Linked DNA regions of Mus musculus: regions 1, 2, 3, 5, 6 and 7 are each linked to region 4. The links are chromatin contacts, called in public HiCAR-type and HiChIP or PLAC-seq maps. All regions are on one chromosome and are shown on one strand. The core of a region is the stretch at or near the end of the contact, and the rest is flanking DNA. Distances in the headings are between cores, read along the strand shown.

Region 1 (2,700 bases), core at 153-2,652, 2.0 Mb after region 4:
ATTAAGACCCAAAGTGTCTGACTACCTTTATCACAGATTGCATGCTTACCAAGAAGCGGGTAAGAGTAAATCCAGCAATTTCTAATTTTTCCTGGCTAAAATCTGCCCCCTTAGTTACAAGAGATGTAAGACACCCAAAGAGAAACATGGAAAGGCCTCTGCAATACATACACCCCACTACAACGTCAAAATTCACATCTTTCAAAACTGTGTAATAACAAACTAAGCTGTATCCTGGCGGCTGAATAAGGTATTCTAACCAATCAATCAATTATTGTGGCTCTTATCATGTTATATATCATATTACATATCATGACAAATTAATAGCAAGTATAATTTAACTTTTGCTAAATGAAGATTAAAGGTTTTGTAGTTTCTCAGAATTTCTGTGGAAAATATTAACTTCATTAAAGCATTAAAGTTAGTGAGGGGATTTGTGTGTGTGCACACTTATGGAAACAAGATGTGAAACATGAAGTGTTTTCCTTAGTTATCCTTCATCTTACTTTGTAAGACATTGTCTCCTATTGAGCCCTGAATCTGACACTCACAGTTTCAGCTAGACTCTGTGGATCTCCCTTCTCCAGCCTTCCAAGCCTAGAGTTACAGGCTCCCAGATTTTTGTTAAGTGCTGGGGTCTGCATTTATGTCCCCGTGCTTCAGAGACAAGCATTTTACTGACTGGGCCATCTCTCCAGCCTAAATTCTTAATTTAGTTCTTAATTAAAGCCTCATTTAATTTGCCCAGTAAAAATTCAATTTCTGAAAAATAACCTTTTTTTCCCCTTTCGAACTTCGTGCCCCACCCCTGCCTTTAAAAAATCTCGTCTACATTGTTCATACATCAAATCAAACGCCTTAACTTTTAACCCATCTTTTCTTTTCCTAGACCCTTGTTCATTGAATATTATGGCTCTCCTTGTCAGCGCCATGTAATATTTTAGGTCATATCTTTTGAGTGCATCGAGTGTATCTTCAATGGCATTGCCGGCTGTTGGAAGTTGGATTTGTGTAGATGTTTTGAATTATCCAGAAATCTTAAGTTTGAAGAGTGCATCGCTTTGGCCTCTGAACTTAGCTGTGGTATTTGGTCGGAGTGTACCTAGCTTCCCTTGTTCCCAGATAAGCCTATTTGTCTGGGGTGTCTCTGTGTTCCTCCACATTCGTTTTCTGTTAGATAACGACACTAGCGGGCATCATCCTGAGAAATCGGACCCACTGTCCTGGCTGTTTAGGCTGTGAGCCTCTCAAAGCCCGTGATCAAAGTTAAAGTCCCTTATCTTAAATGCCTCTCTGAAACCTAGTTACCCGTCAGTTACCAGGGCCTCCGGAGCTGCAGATGCTCAAGGATGTTGACAGGGCAGCTAGGATTTACCTGCCGGAGGCCCAGTCGCTATGGTAACGGCTAGCCGCAAATGTGCTTGCGCAGAAGTCCTGGCCGTAAAGAAACAAGGGCATTACGACATTGGCTACTTGCGGCAGCGACGTGACTTAAGGCCGCCCCTCGTAGGGCGTCGTTGAGCTCGAAAGCTAAGGCGGGAGTTTGGGCGGGAGTGCTCCTGCTGGTCCTCCCGGCGGAATGACCCAGTCGGTGGTCGTACAGGGTGAGCTACCCCCGTCCGCGGGGACCGGGTCGCTGCGGAGCCAGTCACCTGGTTGCCTTCCTAATGCACCTCTCTCTCTTCCTCGCTACTGGCTGCAGTCGGACAGTGCGGGAACCAGATCGGCTGCTGCTTCTGGGACCTGGCGCTGAGGGAGCACGCAGCGGTCAACCAGGTACCCGCCCCTCCTGCCTGTCACCCGGGCCTGCCAGAGTTCACATGAGGTTTGGGGAGGGGTGCTTTGGATCCTGCTACGGGGCCCTGGCTGACCTGGGACTTGCTGTGTAGATCATGTTCTGGAATTTGCAGCGATCCATCTGTCTCTGCATCCCCAGGACTACCACTATCATGCCCAGATTACTTGGGCTTTTTAATCAGTACCATAAATTGCATAGGATCTTCTCATACCGGTCGTGGCTAGTTTCTTTTTAAACGTGTTGCTGTAAGTCACAGGCAGAAGGCACTTGTCAGGAGTTTGGTCTTAAGTTTCCCTGATCTTTAGCAGTCTCCTCCTCCTCCTCCTCCTCCTCCTCCTCCTCCTCCTCCTCCTCCTCCTCCTCCTGTTGTTGTTGTTGTTGTTGTTGTTTTGAAAGACAGTAGATGCTATAGATGAAAGCACTATAAAGTAGGTAAATACATCAAACGACCAAGAATCCCAAGAAATTCCCACTTGGAGTACCAGCTGTATAATCCTACAGGGTGTGCTTTTTTCATCACTGTTAAACTTAGTCAGGGGTTCTCTTGGCATTTTACCTTTAGATGTAATTGGAAGAGTCGACCTAGGTTTCTTTTTCTTAGAGCCCCTTCAGCGTTGTAGAGTTGCTACAGCTAAAAGGGTTTTAGAGAAAATAAACGTAAATGCTATAGTTTGTTTTGTTTCTAGAAAGGAATTTATGACGACGCTATAAGCAGCTTCTTCAGGAATGTGGATACCAGGTAAGTGGGTGAGTCTGTCTCCGCTTGGTAGGACGCCTCCTTTCCCTGTCAGCAGAATCTTAGAGGATAAGGAAACAGTTGCCAGCTAGGACGGTGTCTGCTGTTCTGATCAAAGCGTATTCTCATAGCCCATTTTCATACCATTCTGCAGAACAGCGCGCTT
Region 2 (2,700 bases), core at 163-2,662, 1.8 Mb after region 4:
GGACGTGGAAGGGGTGTTGGGATAATCCACACCCAGCACACAGGTCCAGTGTCTTGGCATCATTACTATAATACCAGACTACTCCACCATTGCCAAATGCATGTGACAATGACCACTTAGCTATCGGCATGAAATTAAATAAAATAACTCATGCAAACTGTTGGTGCATAGAAAGCACTCCAAAAGTGAAAGAGACCACCTACCCCCCACCCCCACCCCCACTATCTCTATGTCCCAGCTCAGGCTTTATCTTATCAGTTTTGGTGTTACAAACTTGAATCAGAGCTTCAGGCCAAGAAGGCTCATATTTAAGCTTCAATTCAGCTTTCTATCAGCTGGGTGGCCCTGGGGAATCGCTCATTCTTCTTCCACAGCAAGGAAATAAAAGCCCTACTATGCGAGAATGCTGTGGTGTTTACAAATGTGTGGAAAGTGGCTGGCACATGGTAGAGAATAAACAGTTGCTTATGTGTATAGCTTTAGAGCCAACAGCCCATTCGGTGAAATGGGGCTCATGATAATGTTCACAGAGTTGCCTTACTGTGTAATTATAATTCCCAATACCTTAAAACTGGCCTGAGTGTCATTATATGGCTATCTTGCTCATCTGATCATTTTTAAGCACTTTGGGGCCTTCCCTCCAGAGATACCTAAAGCTCTGACCTGAAGCCCATGGAAATAAAGGCACCTATCACTGGCAGTGGATACTAGTCAGCTCAAGGGCAGCCCAGCGTAACTGCAGCCTGAGTTCTATGGAAGCCTTGGAAAGGTTGCATGATTCAGACAAATGTTGTAGGCATGAGATTGCAGGCCAAGAGGAAGAGGTCGGGCTACTATGAGCTGTGGGTCGCATATTCGACAGGCTCATACACTGCATGCCTTGTTCTGGGTCCTTCACAAAGCACCTCTTTAGGGAAAACAAGATGTTCTTTGTAAATAAAAGTTCATGCATTTCAATAATGAAGTCATTTTCTAGTACTGTAGTGAAAGATATTCTCTCCAGCCCTCTGGGTGAGGACTCCACAGAGGAAGAGGAGTGGCCAGTGAAGAGCCACAGGCTATCCCTAGAAAAGGAGAGGAGAACGCATCCAGAAATGGACACCATGCCTCTGGCTCCTGAGGTCATCTACCTCAGGTTCCCTCCCGCCCCTGGAATCCTTTTTCCACCCACTTTCCTGTACACTAGTGGGGGCCACATACAAATCTATATAAATATAGATCAGACATCCGGCGCCTTGGCTGCGTAAATAAGGGATGTGGGGAAGCAATCAGGAACGCTGAATATTCATTTCGAGTCCTTGGAGAGACTCCAAACTGCGAGGGGGAGGGGGAGGGGGAGGCGGCGTCTAGGAAAGGCCTGACCTCGGGGTCTGAAAGCCAACTTGAAGTGGGAGGGCCTGGAAGGGGAAGGTGGAAAGGGAGTGGTGAGAATGAGTGTGGGAAGGAAGCCAGAGCCGCGCCGACCTCAGTCCCAGCCGCCAGGGAGAGGAGGTGGCCAGGAGCGCTCGCCTCGCTCATGCCAGTCTGCTCCCCTGCCTTTTGATGTTCACAGGGCGCTAGCTCCATCCATCTGTAAGTCCCAGAACCCAAGTCTCAGGAGCGGCGGGAGACCGGAGACAAAGTGAGAGAGGTGGATGGAAGCGAAAGACAAGCAGGAGAGAGAGAAGAGACCACGCTGACTCTCACTCCCTCTTCTTTAATACAACAAAGTTGCAACTTGGGCTCCTGGATCTAAATACCGCAGGTCCAGAGAAGACAAAACACCAGGCATCACTGCATCTCTTAGGGGGTACCCACCAAGACCTCCAGGTCCTTCACTCCAGGAAGGGCCCTGTTGAATATCTGCAGAGAGATGGGTTGGAGCACAGCTTGGTGCTCAGTCCTGGCCCTGTGGCTCCTCTGGTGTGCTGTCTGCTCCAACGCAGCGTCAGGGGACGGCAATGCGTTTCCTTTTGACATCGAGGGGAGCGCAGTGGTCGGCAGGCAAGACCCATCGGAGACTAGCGACTCAGGCGTGACACTGGGACGCCTGCCGCCTGCTGCTGAGGTACAGTACCCCCTGCCTTTGCCAACCCGCTCCACACCTGTGTCTACCGTGTCTATGGGCTGGGCCACAATCCTCTTTCTCTCTCCCCATCTGTTTGATAACCTAGGCTTTCATCTGGGCTAGGTCTCCTCAGTTGAAATAAAGGGCTCTGTTTTGAAAGTTTGACTTGGACGTCAGTTGAAAGTTGAGGCTTCCAGTGAGAGTACCCTTCATGTCTGCGTGGGTCTGTTAGACTACATGAGAAATGTATGCAGTATGCAGTGGTGGTCTTTTGGTGTGTTCCAATAGCCATTTTGTCAAACCTTGGCACTTACTGTAAGTGCCCCCTCTCTGTCTCCCTGCTCCTCTTTGCTGTTTGAACAATGAGAGCAATATCACTAAAAAGACCTATCCTGTCTCAAACTAAACAAAAGGTCTTCTGCAAGGCTGGGGTGCTGGGGGTGGGGGTTGTCTGTGAAGGAAGCTGTTAGAAAATTTCAGGGCAGATACCTTAAACAAAAGCAGACCATTCTAATCCAGAAGCAAGATTAAGTCAAGCTCCACTCCCAAAGTAAAGCTGATCAGGATATACTACTGGTCTAAGGTTTATTCAGTGAGCTACTGTTTTTATATATCAAGAGACTTTTCAGTTGAGAAATGGCTGAACTGTAGAC
Region 3 (2,700 bases), core at 161-2,660, 1.9 Mb after region 4:
CACACCTACTCCAACAGGGCCACACCTTCTAATAGTGAGCCAAGCATAAACCAACCATCACAAGTACATTATATTCACCCATCCTCATAGGTGAGTATATAACATAAATCTAATGTTTATTTGTATAATTTGTAGGGAAGTCAAGCCTCAAGAAAGGGTATGCTGGTTGAGAAGGAAAGCATGGATACAATTGACCAAGCAACCCATCTTGTCGAGCAAGCCCACAACATGAGGGACAAAATCCAAGGTAAGTATCTTCCCTTTTGTTTAACTTCATGTCAAGGAAACATCCATGTGTGGTTGACAATTGAATAACAGGTATTGTCAGGGATTGCTGTGTGCAGGAGCATATTGTTCAAATGGCTACAGGTTTTAGCTTCCGTACAGTCTTCATGGTGACTTTGCACGTTAAGATTTCTAAACGCCTGTTCCTATGTATCTCTCAGTGTTCAAGAATAAATATACACAATCACTCTTTCAAGGCATTCCACTACATTTAATGCCACACTCCTTTTCTACCAGAGGAAATGTGGTGTCTTTAAACTGAAAGAGTTTAGTAGGAGTCACATTTTTTCCAATTATTTGAAGCCCTCAAATATGTCTCTGGTATATGAATAAACCATGTCGGGTGTGGCTGTACATACCTCTGATCTCAGGACTTGGGAGATAGAGGAAGGTGGATATCTGTGAGTTGAAGATGAACCTGGTCCACATAGCCAGTTTCAGGCTAGTTTTGGGTCATGCTATGAAACCCTGTATCAAAAATATGGGAGGCAGGGGTGGGGGTGAGGAGAATTAGAGCAAACCAGTCCAAATAATTTCTGGCTGTTTGTGATGCTCTTCCTTACTGACCAGCAGAGAAGTTAGTAGCTCAGGTTTGCAACCCAAAAGCAAAGGGACAAAGGCCTGTGAGTGATTCCGTGTCCTAAAGCATTGTGGCAGGATCTACCCGTCCTGCTGAAGATTCCACTCTTCTGAGCTCTGATTTCCACTAAGTGCAGGCTGCATCTTGAAGAGTGTTTTAACAGTGCAGGAAATCTGTCTTCAATTTCCCAACAGAAAGAGACTGCATTTGTTCTAGGATAAAGAGACATTCCTCGGGTTAGAGTCAGCGAAGATCTGCTATTTGTTTCCATGGGTTTTTTTTTTTTTTTTTTTTTTTTTTTGCTACATATCAGGAGTTAGGTGTCAATACCAAATGCATCTCAGGGCACAGTGACAGTAAAGAGACTCACAGTGAGAGATTCATATCTTTGCACTGAGGAGCCAGGAGCATATTCTAGGCTAAGGAACATATAAAGCCAAAATTGATCTTTGCTTCGCTTCCTTGGATGCCTGTAAAGCACAGGAAAAGCAAGTGGCGTGCATTTCAGACTTCCTGCTGCCTTCCTCCAAGCTCATGTGTTTGCATTTACTGATAACGTATTCCTTTCCTAAAGCATTGGTCTATTGATCTGTTCAGTCAGTGAGACAGAACCTAGAAATATGCCCTCGTATTTATCCAATTGAGAAATAAATGCCCCATTAGGCAGCAGATAAAGTCAAGAGCCTTCTAAGCCAGACAGAGGAAGTATTCACCTTTGCTATTTAGCAAACCAGGCCTTGGTCATTAGGTGTTTCCTTTGAAAAGAGTCTGAACCATCTTACTTGTCCTTTGGTCATGGGAAAAGACAGAGGAAAAAAATACCAAGGAAAGGGAAGAAGGAAACTAATTTTTATCAGTTTTCATTTCTTTAAAATAATGTATGAATAGTCTCCAAAGACAAAGGCACAAGTGTCACTGTATATATACAGTGCTAATCTGTCCCAGACATAGCTAAAACAAAACAGCCTGAGACTGAACAGAATTTACATCAAAATGCCAACTAATTCAGCTTTGCCCCACCAGAACCTGGGGTGAAGGTGGGAGTGGGGGATGGTGTGTTTGATTTATTTAAGGTTTACATTTAGTTTATTTCAATAAATCGTATTTTAGACTTTGTATGAAAAGTGAATGTTTAAAGCTTTGATACTTGGGGTTTGGAGGGGTTAGCAATGTTGATGTCCCTGTAACACTCACAGTAATGTTTGGAGCATTAAAACCATCTATCCCCATTTATGTCCCTTCTTTCAAAATTCAAGAACACTGCATTGCATCGATAGTACATCATTTCTCATTCCCAACCATCTCTAAAATAGCTGCCAGCGACCTTCAAGCTGGTGTCCACATAAAATACAACTCCTCACCCTGGTGTGATTTATGTGACGCCAGTGTTTGTCACCCATCTTATCTGGCCAACCACATAGATCATGATGAACCACAGACATACAATTTCATTATGCCAGGAAGATAAAGCACTTCCTCCCAGAGCTCCCAGAGAACAAGGGACCCATTCAGCTTCTCCTCTGATCATATGGAATAGGAATGAGGGCATGAAAGAACTGTTACATGCCAGTGTTTAGGCAAGTTACCTAATCCCTCTAAGCTTCAATGCCCCCTTGGTTCTAAAATCTTCAGCTCACATCAGATGTAGGACAAACCTTGAAGTCAAATGGCCCAGTCTTAAAAATATTCACCACAGAAGGCAAATAGAAAAATCATGTTATATGTATGTGTGTGTCTACATATATGACTTTAATATGTATATAACATATAATGTATATATTATTCAGAAAAAATATGAGCAAAATGATCACATGATAATTTTTTAATCCTTTTAC
Region 4 (2,700 bases), core at 108-2,607:
AAGCAGCCACCCATGGCCGACCTCTTGAGCCCACCCAACCATGGCTCTCTGCCTGGGTCGCAGCAGCACTGAGGCAATCCTCGAGGGTGGCCAAGGTGCCACTCACACGAACAGTCCAGACCAAAACACCAGAACTGCTCCCTTCTTGGCAGGCAGGAAAGGGTCTTCAAAAACCCACTGAGAATTCCCACCACACCAGGATACCATTTGAAAAGTCATATGGGTGTGTAATTACACAGCTACCAAAGGGGGAGGGGAAGGGCCATCGCAAAGGCACTTGGAAAAGCTGCCTGTCCGGCTCTAACCAGCCACCTTTCCAAGAACCCGAGGCATACTGCCTCTGGATACAATAAGACAAGCCTTCTCAGCTTGCCTTTCTCCACCGCCATCCGCGTTGGCTCCCCCCTTCCTACACACACATACACACGCGCGCGCACACACACAACCACACCAGAAATCTCAAAGACGACCCAATCTCGACAATAAATACGTGAGCCACCCAAACACCACTGTGGCCCCAAATACAAATGCAACCTGGAGGGGCGTTGGGGGGGGGGTGCATCTAACTAGTCACGTTCAGCCAATCTCCAAACCACGCCATTTTAGACGATTTATCACTCTTCCTCCGGTCTACTCAAGAATTGGCCAGGATCCTTAGGAACCACTCCTTTGGGGTGGGGGTGGAGGGTACCCTTCCTATGAAAAATTGACAATTTAGGCTATCATTACCCATTCAACTTTCAGACTAGAATCTGGCTAGGCTCCCCTCCCTCGAATGCATCTCGGGCGCGACCAGAGGGAAGACGAGGCGTCCAGATTAGAGAAAGACACCCAAGAAATGCCAAGAACCACAGGTAGAATTTACCTGCCCATTTGCTTTGGAAGGCGACGAGGCCACAGCCGCCTCCCCGGGCCTCTCGGCGGTGGCTTCTCCCTTCGCTGCGGTCTTGGAGAACTGGGCACCCATGCTGGCTTCTTCAACAAAGAAACTCAACAGATCCAAGAGAGGAAACAAAGAGCCTTCGGTTGGTGTAACGACGGGGCGAGCAGCAGCAGCAGCAACAGCGGCGGCGGCACACACACCGGAGGGAGGGGGTGGGGGTGGCGAGGAGGACAGAAGAGACCCGATTAAATACTCCGGATAAAAAATTTTTAGTCGAAGAGATCAAAAAAGCAGCAGCGCAGGAAGGAGGGAAAAAGGTGGAAAAGTCGAGCACAAAAAAGGAGCCCAAGTGTAGTTTTTTTAAAAAAAGAAGTAATAAAAAAAAATCCCAGATTTGTAGCCGCACTGTAGACAAGAGGAAAATGGAGAAATCTCCCTGGTTGCTAATAAGATGCGGGGTCCAACGCCCAAGTGCACAGATGAATGGGCTCGCGGGCGCTGACGCGGCCCCCGCGCGCGCTGGCCAATCCGCGCGCCGCACACAAAGCAGGGGGCGGGGCCTGCGCTCCGGGCGAACAATGGAGCCGCGCTTTGCAAACGGTTTGAAAATCAGCCTCAGACCAAGAATTAATGTCTTCCAAATAAATAAATCAATTAAAAAATACGTGCTTCTCGTCTCCCTCGGCCTGAAAATAATAATGCATGTCTTGATTGGCTTGCTTTGTTTGGAATTAATTAACGCGGGAGGGGGTACTTATGGATGGGGGCGGAGAAAGCTTTAACTTGACTCGCATTGACTCTTGCCGGTCTATATCCGCGTCTGTCTCTAGCCATTCTCTCCCCTCCCCCATCTTTCCCGTGTGTTTACGTGTATAAGTGTGTATACGAGTGTTAAAGACAATGGGTAGGATTTGTGTGCTAGCAGCATTTTTTCCCTCCGCACTCCATAAGGGTTTCACAGATAGTGCGCAAGGATTTTTTTTTTTGGGGGGGGGTGTTTCTTTTTTTAAAAAAACTGCTGCAATTGTTAAATCGTCCCACACTGAAAGGTATTTAAACCACGAAGATCGAATTTCATCTAGCAAGATCTCCAGTTGGAATTAGGTCTGTAGGCCAGATGTGGGAAACGCAAAAACAGCAAACAGCCTAAGCCATGCTCGTTCCTTTCTCTCCTAGAGGCGTGAAATAAAATATTTTGAAATTGGTCCTTGGAGCACCTCAAATCGCGTCTCTCCAACTATTCCAATTACCGATCACTTTTCCACAAAACATTGTGAGGACCATTTTCAGAAGATCGAAACTTGCTAGCATGTTATCACTGTAAGAAACGACATCATTAATTTTCCTCTGTGGTAAAACTAGACCGAGCCTTGAGTGTACGAATCCATATTTACAGTTGGGAGGCAGCTACTCTCGTCGACACGGGTTGTTTTCCTAGCCTGCTGCCAACATCGGAGGGACTCTCATTTTGAACTTGTCTGTGCACAGCATCAAGTGTGCTCCTGGAAGAGAGGCAACAGCGAGGAAATCCTAAAAGACCGAGTCCTAGTCTCAGAAGAAATCGCCTGCAAGGTTGAGAGACAGAAAGAAAATCCCTGGAGACTCCACGTCTAACCCAGGCTAAAGGCAAAGCTCTACAGCGGTGTGTAGGATATCTCTCTCGTTCGCTACAGCCCTTGCCACCGAAGTACCAGACGCTTTTAGTGTGTGAAAGACCAGGCGTTGATTTAATGTATCTGGAAGGGAGAGGGGATAGAGGATGCAACTTAATAAATATTCCTCTAGTCTCGCTCATGAAAACATCCAAAACATCTTTC
Region 5 (2,700 bases), core at 119-2,618, 1.8 Mb after region 4:
GCCCTTGTCTCTTAATACCCACAGCCCAGAGTGAGTTATTTAACCTTAAATGCCCAACTTAAAACACCCTAATAGCAGATCTTACTGCTGAGCTGTTAGCACTGAATACTAATGACTTCAAGAAAAACTGCTTCCTGTATACAGATTCAAATAAAAGCTTTCATTACGTACACTCTTTCAAAAATTTAACATCAAGAGGTTTTAGTTTCTTATAAATAGAAATGTGCCAGTCAAACATGATATAGAATCTATACCATAGATGGAGCTACTGCTCAGAAAGTCTCTTGGCCAAGGACAGAACAAGGTTTTAAGCATCCTGAAGGCAATTTGGGAGGTCATTTTTAAATCATTTATTCATTTTACATACCAATGTCAGTACCACTTCTCTTTCCACTCACACAGGTCCTCCCACCCCCCACCCCCATCCCCACCCCCACCACTTCTCCTCTGAGAAGGGGAAGCCACGCACCCTGACACTATTTATGATATTCACTTATGCTTACAGACAGGAGCCTAGTGTAACGGTCCCCTGAGAGGCTCCACCCAGCAGCCAATGGGAAGAGATGCAGAGGGTTACAGCCAAACATTAGATGGAACTTGGATGTCTTATGGAAGAGTAGGTGGATGGATTGAGTCTTGTGGAAGAATTAAAGGAAGAATTGAGGGAAGGAAGAGGACAGGAGCCTCACAGAAAGACCAACAGAGTCAACTAACCTGGACACCTGGGGGCTCTCAGACACTGAACCACCAACCAAAGAGCAAGCACAGGCTTGACCTAGGTCAGCCAAACATGTGTAAAGATGTACAGCTTGGTCTTGATGCAGGTCCCCAAACAACTGGAGCAGGGGTTGTCTGTGAATTTGTTGTCTGCCTATGGAACCCGTTCCCTTAACTAGGCTGCCTTGTGCTGCCTCAGGGGGAGAGATGTACCTAGTCCTGCAGGGAGGCCATTTTTAAGAACACAGAATTACAAACTGAGTCTGCAACACAGCCCTTCCTTTCTAGAACTCGGATATTTAAGAAGTCCCAAACTGAGTTATCCCCAGGGCCCTCCCAGCTCCCCCAGCACATTACAGCACAGAGCTGTTCCTGTGACTTGAAAGATCTCAGTACCCCTGTGGTAAAGCAGAACAAATGTAAGAATGCTCTACAAGATTAACTGCAGCGTAATCCTGACTCTGTTGGGAAGGTCTTGGATCCTCTTCAACTCAGCGCTGAGAGACTCCCAGAGTCTCACAGTTGGAAGGACCAAGTTGAAGCTTTTAATTGTGAGAGCATGTTTTACGTGCAACCAGAGACTGTGTGCTCCAGAAGGAGCAGGCAGACTTGAGAGGCTGCCAAAGAGCAGAGCCCCACCAGCTGCCTGCAGCTTGCTGAGAGCCGGCCTTCTCAGCAGGGCTGCGAGGGCCCACTCACCAAGCCTGGAAGATGCTTGCCTGTGACTCAATCTAAAAGAATACAGCCGCCGAGGAGAGAAAGCGGAAAGCTACAAGAAAGCAAAAACAAAGTGCTGTCCATGCTCTAGAACCGCAATGCAACCCTCTGAAATGGAAACACCAGCTGGAGACTTCACTATCAGAGAGGGAATGCTTTGTCGGCTCTTTGGAGAACAGGAGCAATGAAGGCAAACACCAAGGAGATATTTTCTTCATTCTCTCCCTCACTCCCCCCACCCCTTGCCCCAACTCCCGCTTCTTACAAACCATCCAAGACCCTTGCAGTTCACTTTATTTATCTCCACTAAGCAAATTCTAGATAGTAATAGAACTTCCTTTTCTTTGAAGATAAGCAGGAGGGAATGTTGTGTGTGTGAGAGAGAGCAGGAAGAGCGGTATCAGAATATCTTTATAGCTCATCTGGAAAACCCCTTCATTTAGTGGAAGACACCAGAGCTAATACAGGGTAGTGTTGAGCCAGCTGCAAACCTTTCTGGGTGGGTCCTTCTCAAATCTTTCCTAACTTCCCTGAATGCAAAATGGGAGAATCATAACACTTATCTCTCTGGAGGTAAGTTTACTTCTCTAAGGAGAAATAATAGACCTGTTCTAATATTTTAATATGAAAAGTCACCAACTGAATGCCCCCAATTTGAATATTTCTATAAGATGCTTGTTATCACTAAAATTGGTTGGTTTTTTTTTTTTTTTTGAATAATGCCCTGAAGAAGAACACAATGTTTGAGAACATGTCCCTGACATCTTATTAAAGTAACACTGTGTGTTTACATCTCAGCCTTCTGGAAATCTGTTCTCAGAAGGAAATAGGGACTTGTTGCAAAAGTAGAAAGTATGATCTTTAGCCCTGGGAAGCTTATGATTTAATAGAGTGATTGGCTGGACACAGAGCCACATAATAAATATGGCAGAAGCAAACATTTATACATAGCTGAGCACAGCTGCATAGGTTTACACAGGTGCTAAATAGCATACGCAAGAGAAAAGTTAAAACAGCAGGGCTTTTTACAGCATTTGGCAACTAGAATATAGAGCAATATAAGTTTAGAAAAATGCTTTTTTTGGTGCTGAACAATATAGAGAGGCTAAGGAAATTCAAGACAGCAGTGGGGTAAAAAGAAACTCCAGATTATAGAAAGGGCATCTATGATAGATTAGAAATGAGTAAAACTGGATTGCGGTTGAAAATTATTTATTGAGTATATCCACTGTGTCAAGCATTTGGCTTTATGTGAATCATGCCATT
Region 6 (2,700 bases), core at 181-2,680, 2.0 Mb after region 4:
CATCTCTCCACCACTACCACTTCCACCCTCAGCTATTCTTAATAAACAATGAATATAGATAATAAAAGCATGAATATGAATACTACCAAAATAATGCCAAAATATGTCATAAAACTTTTGGAGCAAAAACAAACAAAACAACAACAACAAACAAGTAGCATGGAATCTGATTGTCCCCTTGTCTAAGGAAAATGTCGCTATAATTACTCAGTAATTATGCTTCGACATTATTGCTGTATTCAATGATAGAAGAGTATGGGGATTTTTATTCTGGAATGTGTTGGTGTTGTGATAACTTATTTCATGTAAAAATTACCCTGGTATCACATATAACCAGTCTTTGTCATGCTTTTCAGTTATTAGAGATTCAAACGTGGTTCAGTTGGATGTAGACTCAGAAGTGAACCATGTAGTTGGGCCGTTGAATCCAAAGCCAGTTGATCACAGGGAGCCTGTGTTTGTTGGAGGTGTTCCAGGTAAGCGCTTCTGAGAATGTACACACTTCTGAATCCAGAAAAACCCAGTAAGCCCTTATCACTGTTGTTATATTAAGAAGTGAGCCTTGTATTTTCGTAACTCACCTAATAACTCAAAGGGTTTTATATGCCATTGTCCTTAATAGGAAAGAGCAGCAAAGAAGTAAACTTGATCCCAACACTAAAAAAAAAAAAAAACAAAAATAATGTACCAAAACTTTAACTCTTCATTCAAGATCAATAATACATAAAAGTATGCTCAACAGATGTGCGGTTCCATAGTGCTGTGCTTTCTCTCTCTCCTTCTCTCTCTCTCCCCACTTCTCATCCTTCCCCTTTAAATATCCTCTACACACACACACACAAACACTACAGAGAAAATTCACTTATGAATGGTAGTGCCATAGGACCCGAGAACGTTGAGTATTGAAAGTTCACTGACAATATCTCCCCTTACACAATAGGAAAGAGTGTGTGTTTCCCCTGCCCTGACTTAGTCTGAATGGTGAAAACAGCTGCAGACCATAGGTTATGTTGCTCTCATAGAATAGCATTCCCTAAGAGAGGTTTCCAGCTACAGTTCTGTAAACAGCTGCCAAAATGTCATCTCATTCAGGAGAGTGAGAAGGCACCTGTGGGCCGCCTGCAATTACTTTATACCCCTAGAATAGCAACCATTGCCTTAATGCTGAATACTGTTTTTATGTATTTCTCTAGTTTGGAAAGTTGAAAGTGAAAGCTAGAGAGGGGGTTATAAGATGGAGATATTTAAGCTTCTCATCTGGAATTGTGTGAGAAAGTAATCTCCTAACTAGATTTTTTTTTTTACACTATCATATAAAGGTAGTCAATAATTTAAAAAGAGAAAAATCTACATATAAAGTCAAGCATCTTACCCTGTGTGCTCTCAAAGCTGTAGTAACCAAGTGTGCCTCTTCTTTCTATGCTGATGTTTTCAGACGCCAGCTGTGCTGGTTTGAATGAGAATGGCCTCCGTAGGCTCAAATATTTGAAAGCTTAGTCACCAGGCATTATTTGCAAAGGATTAGGAGGTGTGGCCTTGTTAGAGGAAGTAAGCCACTGTGTGTGTGTGTGTGTGTGTGTGTGTGTGTGTGTGTGTGTGTGTGTGTGTTGGGGGCAGGTGTCTCTGAGTTTTCTAAAGCCTGTGTCAGGCCCAGTCTGTCTTTCTTCCTGCGGCATAAGGATCAGGATATAAAGCTCTCTGCTACTTCTCCAGCACCATGCCGGCCTGCATGCCACCATTCTTCCCACCATTATCATACCGGACTAAACCTCTGAAACTGTAAACAGGCCTCAATTAAATGCTTTCTTTTACAAGAGTCGCTTTGGTTGTGGTGTCTCTTCAGAGCAATGGAACAGTTAGAAACCAGCATTACCAGCACTGGTAACTTGAGAGCCAAAGGCATAGTTAAGACCCTCAAGAAGCAAAGCCCCTCTTGTGTTTCACACAGGCACTCACGCCAGTATCCCCCCGGTCCTCTGCCTCTGTTCTGGCTTTGATTCGGAAAGGGACTCTAGTAAAGGCCACCATTGCACCTCATGTTATTCCCGTGAAAACTGTCGCATATCAGTACTATTTCTCCACATTGCTTCCTTCCTAGACATCATGGTACAGCTTCAGCTATTTCACAGGTTCCCAGGGCACACAGGGTTAAATTAAACAAAGCACTCACCCATTGCCTCTTTGCCCTTGCCTCTGGGCTCCCTGTAGCACCTGAGCCTGAAGTTCCAGACCTTCCCACAAGGACTTGGGGATTCTATGTCTAGCAAATATTGCTCCTCCTTTTTCTGCAAGTACCGTTCCATGGAACAGCTTCTCCTTTTCCTCCAACCTAGTTTCTTATTGATCCTTTGGGCTTGCCCTTTTCTTCCAACCTTTCTCCCTAGGATACACACAATACCACTGTGTCAAGCCTTCATTTGATCTTGGAAACATTCTCTCTTAAAATTCTATGTTAAGAAGGTGGGGAAATGGCTGAACATTAAAGCGCTTGATGCTGAAGCTAGAGGGAGGCCTGGAGTTCAGATCCCAGTACCCACATAAAAGCTTAGTACTACCCACAGCGTGCATGTAGCTCTGACACTGAGGGCAGCAGAGACAGGAGGATCCCTGGGCATCAATAGGTCAATATTGTGGCTGCAAACAAAATAGTGTGCTTGGGGTTTGAGGAGAGAGCCTGCATCCAAAACATAAGGCAGAGAG
Region 7 (2,700 bases), core at 119-2,618, 1.9 Mb after region 4:
ATCTGCCTAGCTGTAGGGGCTGTGAGCTTCTTGCTTGATCCTTTCAACTCTACAAATAAAAAGGACTATTTATTTCAACAGAGCCTGGATCTACTGATGTCTGTAGTCCTAATAAATATTTGATGCAGAGGGTACAGATGGCAGCTCCTTGAAATCTGGAAGGGGATCAATGGTTTCCAACAGTGCGAATATCCAATAGCAAACCAAGAAGGTTGAGCAATAGACACGTAGATCAAGCAGGAATGACACAGTAACTGTATTCATTCAACTAACCGAAGGGCGTGGCTTAAGATCCGAGTTCCAGGGCCTCTGAATCACTGTGGACATCTCATTCGTGAACAAACTGAGAGCTAGAATGCTTTGTGAACTAGAGAAGGCTTTGTGGTCATGGGCCCTAAACTTCAAACATGAAGCTCTAAGAACCCCTTGGGAGGTTCCTCTGTCTACATTCACTTTTTCTGTTTTGCTGTGGCAGTCAGAACAAATGCCTTTGAGATGAAAAACAAAAATATCTCCGAGGAATGTTGAAACCACTCTCCTAATCAAGCAATGGTGAAATCACTGTCAGAATATAAAAATTAACTTCACCTATTAAGATGCAGGGAATTTCAATTACACAAGCAAGTGCTTAGAAACACCCAAGGGAGGATATGAGGGTAATTTGCTCCAGATTCAAGTAAAATCAATCAACCCTCCAACTTCTTGCAGAACACGTTGCAGAAGATAGTTATAACTCCGTCTGGTACCATGCCAATGGTTTTATATGTGAAAAATAAAAACACATTGAACCTCATCTGAACAAAAAGATACAGAGAACCAAAAGTTGTCAGTTGCTTGACTTGGAGCAGCTTCCCATTGCTGATATTTCTCTGTTTTGTTGTTATAAACAACAACAAAAATCTATAAAATTCCTCTTTGTCTACTAGTTTGTTCCTAGAGTCACTCCTCTACTGCCAAATCTAAACTGATGTGTTTGAATACATGCAGTTGTACCGAACGCCACTAGTTCTTCACAAACAGAGCTATCTCATTCTTCAGTCTGTCCGTGTTGTAAGCAGATGCAAACTGGTCTGTGAAGGAGCACAGAGACGTTGAGTTAGAGTTTCATCCCACTGAGGGAGAAAGAGCTTAGGTTTGGTTCCTTTTGCTTTTTGTTTGTTTTGTTTATTTATTTTTGTGCTGCTGCTGATCATACATTTCCTAAAATAATTTGAATATTTAAACAAAAAACAGAGCTCATTAACATTGAAATTAGAGTCAAAACATTGTTGGTTGAAAACAAGAAGATAGATTTGCTATTTACATACAAAGACCTAAGCAAAAACTAGCAACAACTCTGGATACCAATGAATACATTTAGACTTCTACTTCAAGTCTCTTAATTGCAGTGAAAAGTGATGCATCAGAAGTCTACGTCTAATTCAGGAAGGGAGATGAAGTCATGCTGATGTTTATGAAATGTTTGGAGATCCTTGGATACAGACACCATGCAAGTGTCATTAGCAATTAGTGGTTACATCCTTTGAGCATAGGCACCAGGGCTGGAGAGCAGGAACTTTGTCATTGGATTTTTATCATAGTCAATTCACTGTCATTTGCTGCAGCTGGAGATTCTTATCTCAGCCCTTTCAGGTCATTGGTTCATCTACTTAGAGACCTCAAGATGAGTCTCCTATCCTCAGCTGGCCCCTTCACATTCTTCCCAAATCCCATCGATTTGCTGCTTTGTTGTTTTTAATGGGCAAGTAGGGACTTTAGATCTCAAGAGCTGCATTAGAGCATTTAAATTATTTACTCACCAGACTTTTCAATAGAAATTCTGAAGAGTCCAGATATTTAGGTCTTGGCAGAAGTGATGCCTGTGGTCAGTTAACTTTCTCCCCTGTGATGTACTTAGGAGGCACAGTGGTGTTTCCATGAATGTTTCGCATGAAATCTCAGTATTTAGCTCGGTACCTGATTTATGTAATAATTCCAAATACTTTACAAGTTTGCCACACCCGAAGGATGCAGACTGAACTATTCTTCAAAAGAAAATGCTTTAAAGTTGTTTGTCTTACATTGATTTATTTTATGTGTATGTCTTAGTTTGAGTATTATTGCTGTAAAGACACACCGTGACTGAGGCAACCTTTTTATATAAAGGATAACTAATTGGGGCAGGCTTACAGTTTCAGAGGTTCAGTCCATTATTATCATGATGGCAGCAGCCAGGCAGACATGGTACTAGAGAAGGAGATGAGAGTTCTACATCTTGATCTGAAGGCAGCCAGGAAAAAAACTCCCCTCCTCCACATTGAGTGAATCTTGAGCGTAAGGCCTCAAAGCCCGCCCCCACAGCTGCACACTTCCTCCTACCAGGCCACACCGATTCTAACAAGACACACCTCCTAATTGTGTCACTCTCTATGGGCCAAACATTCAAACATGTGACTTTATGGGGGCCAAACCTAGTAAAACCACTACAGTATACGAATGAGTCTTATTGTCCACAAGACTTATTCAAGTGAGAGTAAGAATGAAAACAGCTGTCCAAATGGCATTGCATTGCGTGTTAAAATTCATCTTAACTCATTGTAATCCCATTACTAAATAATTGATATCATGAACTGATGACTTCTGGAAACAATAGCATCTATAATGGCATCATAGACTGTCACCTCCAGTTCCTTTAAGGATAAATGCCATGGATAGAAACCA

Evidence for each region. HiCAR-type assays count read pairs that join an accessible place to other places. HiChIP or PLAC-seq counts read pairs in DNA pulled down with a chosen protein or histone mark.
Region 1: a contact with region 4 is called in a HiCAR-type map of astrocytes, with 12 times the contacts expected there. The contact joins the promoter of Fam229b here to the promoter of Marcks in region 4. A contact is called at or near these places in 6 of 39 promoter capture datasets (the C10 cell line, cranial neural crest, embryonic stem cells and 2 more), 1 of 484 Hi-C or Micro-C datasets (B cells) and 8 of 115 datasets of contacts at active chromatin or transcription factors (astrocytes, bone marrow-derived dendritic cells, differentiating embryonic stem cells and 5 more).
Region 2: a contact with region 4 is called in a HiCAR-type map of astrocytes, with 8 times the contacts expected there. The contact joins the promoter of Lama4 here to the promoter of Marcks in region 4. A contact is called at or near these places in 7 of 39 promoter capture datasets (cranial neural crest, embryonic stem cells, frontonasal cranial neural crest and 4 more), 1 of 15 datasets of contacts at CTCF or cohesin (large pre-B cells), 3 of 484 Hi-C or Micro-C datasets (cardiomyocytes, embryonic fibroblasts and uterus) and 7 of 115 datasets of contacts at active chromatin or transcription factors (the NIH/3T3 cell line, astrocytes, embryonic limb bud and 4 more).
Region 3: a contact with region 4 is called in an H3K4me3 HiChIP or PLAC-seq map of neural tube, with 25 times the contacts expected there. The contact joins the enhancer-like site here to the promoter of Marcks in region 4. A contact is called at or near these places in 11 of 39 promoter capture datasets (the 3T3-L1 cell line, the C10 cell line, the SN4741 cell line and 7 more), 1 of 15 datasets of contacts at CTCF or cohesin (large pre-B cells), 10 of 484 Hi-C or Micro-C datasets (B cells, CD4 T cells, adipose-derived mesenchymal stem cells and 6 more), 19 of 115 datasets of contacts at active chromatin or transcription factors (the NIH/3T3 cell line, the SCID.adh cell line, T-cell acute lymphoblastic leukemia and 16 more) and 1 of 9 other capture datasets (adipose tissue).
Region 5: a contact with region 4 is called in a HiCAR-type map of astrocytes, with 10 times the contacts expected there. The contact joins the enhancer-like site here to the promoter of Marcks in region 4. A contact is called at or near these places in 4 of 39 promoter capture datasets (cranial neural crest, hippocampal neurons and liver), 1 of 15 datasets of contacts at CTCF or cohesin (large pre-B cells), 1 of 484 Hi-C or Micro-C datasets (embryonic fibroblasts) and 5 of 115 datasets of contacts at active chromatin or transcription factors (the NIH/3T3 cell line, astrocytes, craniofacial prominence and 2 more).
Region 6: a contact with region 4 is called in an H3K27ac HiChIP or PLAC-seq map of epiblast stem cells, with 11 times the contacts expected there. The contact joins the enhancer-like site here to the promoter of Marcks in region 4. A contact is called at or near these places in 13 of 39 promoter capture datasets (the 3T3-L1 cell line, the SN4741 cell line, cranial neural crest and 7 more), 3 of 484 Hi-C or Micro-C datasets (cortical neurons, embryonic fibroblasts and embryonic stem cells) and 13 of 115 datasets of contacts at active chromatin or transcription factors (the NIH/3T3 cell line, differentiating embryonic stem cells, embryonic forebrain and 6 more).
Region 7: a contact with region 4 is called in an H3K27ac HiChIP or PLAC-seq map of SST interneurons, with 24 times the contacts expected there. The contact joins the enhancer-like site here to the promoter of Marcks in region 4. A contact is called at or near these places in 5 of 39 promoter capture datasets (3T3-L1-derived adipocytes, the SN4741 cell line, cranial neural crest and 2 more), 1 of 484 Hi-C or Micro-C datasets (embryonic fibroblasts), 9 of 115 datasets of contacts at active chromatin or transcription factors (SST interneurons, cardiomyocytes, craniofacial prominence and 6 more) and 1 of 9 other capture datasets (adipose tissue).

What each region holds. Positions count from the first base shown.
Region 1 is chr10:39,132,504-39,135,203 of GRCm38.p6, forward strand. It overlaps Fam229b (family with sequence similarity 229, member B), which reads right to left and starts at 1,403. Exons shown (of 5, transcript NM_183254.2): 1 at 1,320-1,403. Tube1 (tubulin, epsilon 1) reads left to right here and starts at 1,520. Exons shown (of 12, transcript NM_028006.2): 1 at 1,520-1,604; 2 at 1,703-1,776; 3 at 2,485-2,537. The coding sequence starts at 1,580.
Region 2 is chr10:38,964,103-38,966,802 of GRCm38.p6, forward strand. It overlaps Lama4 (laminin, alpha 4), which reads left to right and starts at 1,413. Exons shown (of 38, transcript NM_010681.4): 1 at 1,413-2,047. The coding sequence starts at 1,853.
Region 3 is chr10:39,042,446-39,045,145 of GRCm38.p6, forward strand. It overlaps Lama4 (laminin, alpha 4), which reads left to right. Exons shown (of 38, transcript NM_010681.4): 9 at 136-247. Among named protein-coding and RNA genes, the nearest start is that of Lama4, 78 kb to the left of the region's middle. Within about 2 kb of position 1,411, at least 18 of the 459 cell types and tissues checked have an H3K27ac peak or open chromatin away from gene starts, as enhancers often do. A contact at or near this core is called in neural progenitor cells, neural tube and oligodendrocyte precursor cells, where this site is marked.
Region 4 is chr10:37,137,569-37,140,268 of GRCm38.p6, forward strand. Marcks (myristoylated alanine rich protein kinase C substrate) reads right to left here and starts at 1,358. Exons shown (of 2, transcript NM_008538.2): 1 at 866-1,358. The coding sequence starts at 967. It overlaps 5930403N24Rik (RIKEN cDNA 5930403N24 gene), which reads left to right and starts at 1,964. Exons shown (of 3, transcript NR_166104.1): 1 at 1,964-2,700.
Region 5 is chr10:38,907,118-38,909,817 of GRCm38.p6, forward strand. No RefSeq gene overlaps it. Among named protein-coding and RNA genes, the nearest start is that of Lama4, 57 kb to the right of the region's middle. Within about 2 kb of position 1,369, at least 106 of the 459 cell types and tissues checked have an H3K27ac peak or open chromatin away from gene starts, as enhancers often do. A contact at or near this core is called in astrocytes, where this site is marked.
Region 6 is chr10:39,105,606-39,108,305 of GRCm38.p6, forward strand. It overlaps Lama4 (laminin, alpha 4), which reads left to right. Exons shown (of 38, transcript NM_010681.4): 37 at 357-476. Among named protein-coding and RNA genes, the nearest start is that of Fam229b, 27 kb to the right of the region's middle. Within about 2 kb of position 1,431, at least 12 of the 459 cell types and tissues checked have an H3K27ac peak or open chromatin away from gene starts, as enhancers often do. A contact at or near this core is called in differentiating embryonic stem cells, epiblast stem cells and stem cell-derived epiblast-like cells, where this site is marked.
Region 7 is chr10:38,994,568-38,997,267 of GRCm38.p6, forward strand. The region is part of intron 1 of Lama4 (laminin, alpha 4); the gene reads left to right. Among named protein-coding and RNA genes, the nearest start is that of Lama4, 30 kb to the left of the region's middle. Within about 2 kb of position 1,369, at least 51 of the 459 cell types and tissues checked have an H3K27ac peak or open chromatin away from gene starts, as enhancers often do. A contact at or near this core is called in 3T3-L1-derived adipocytes, the SN4741 cell line, SST interneurons and 3 more, where this site is marked.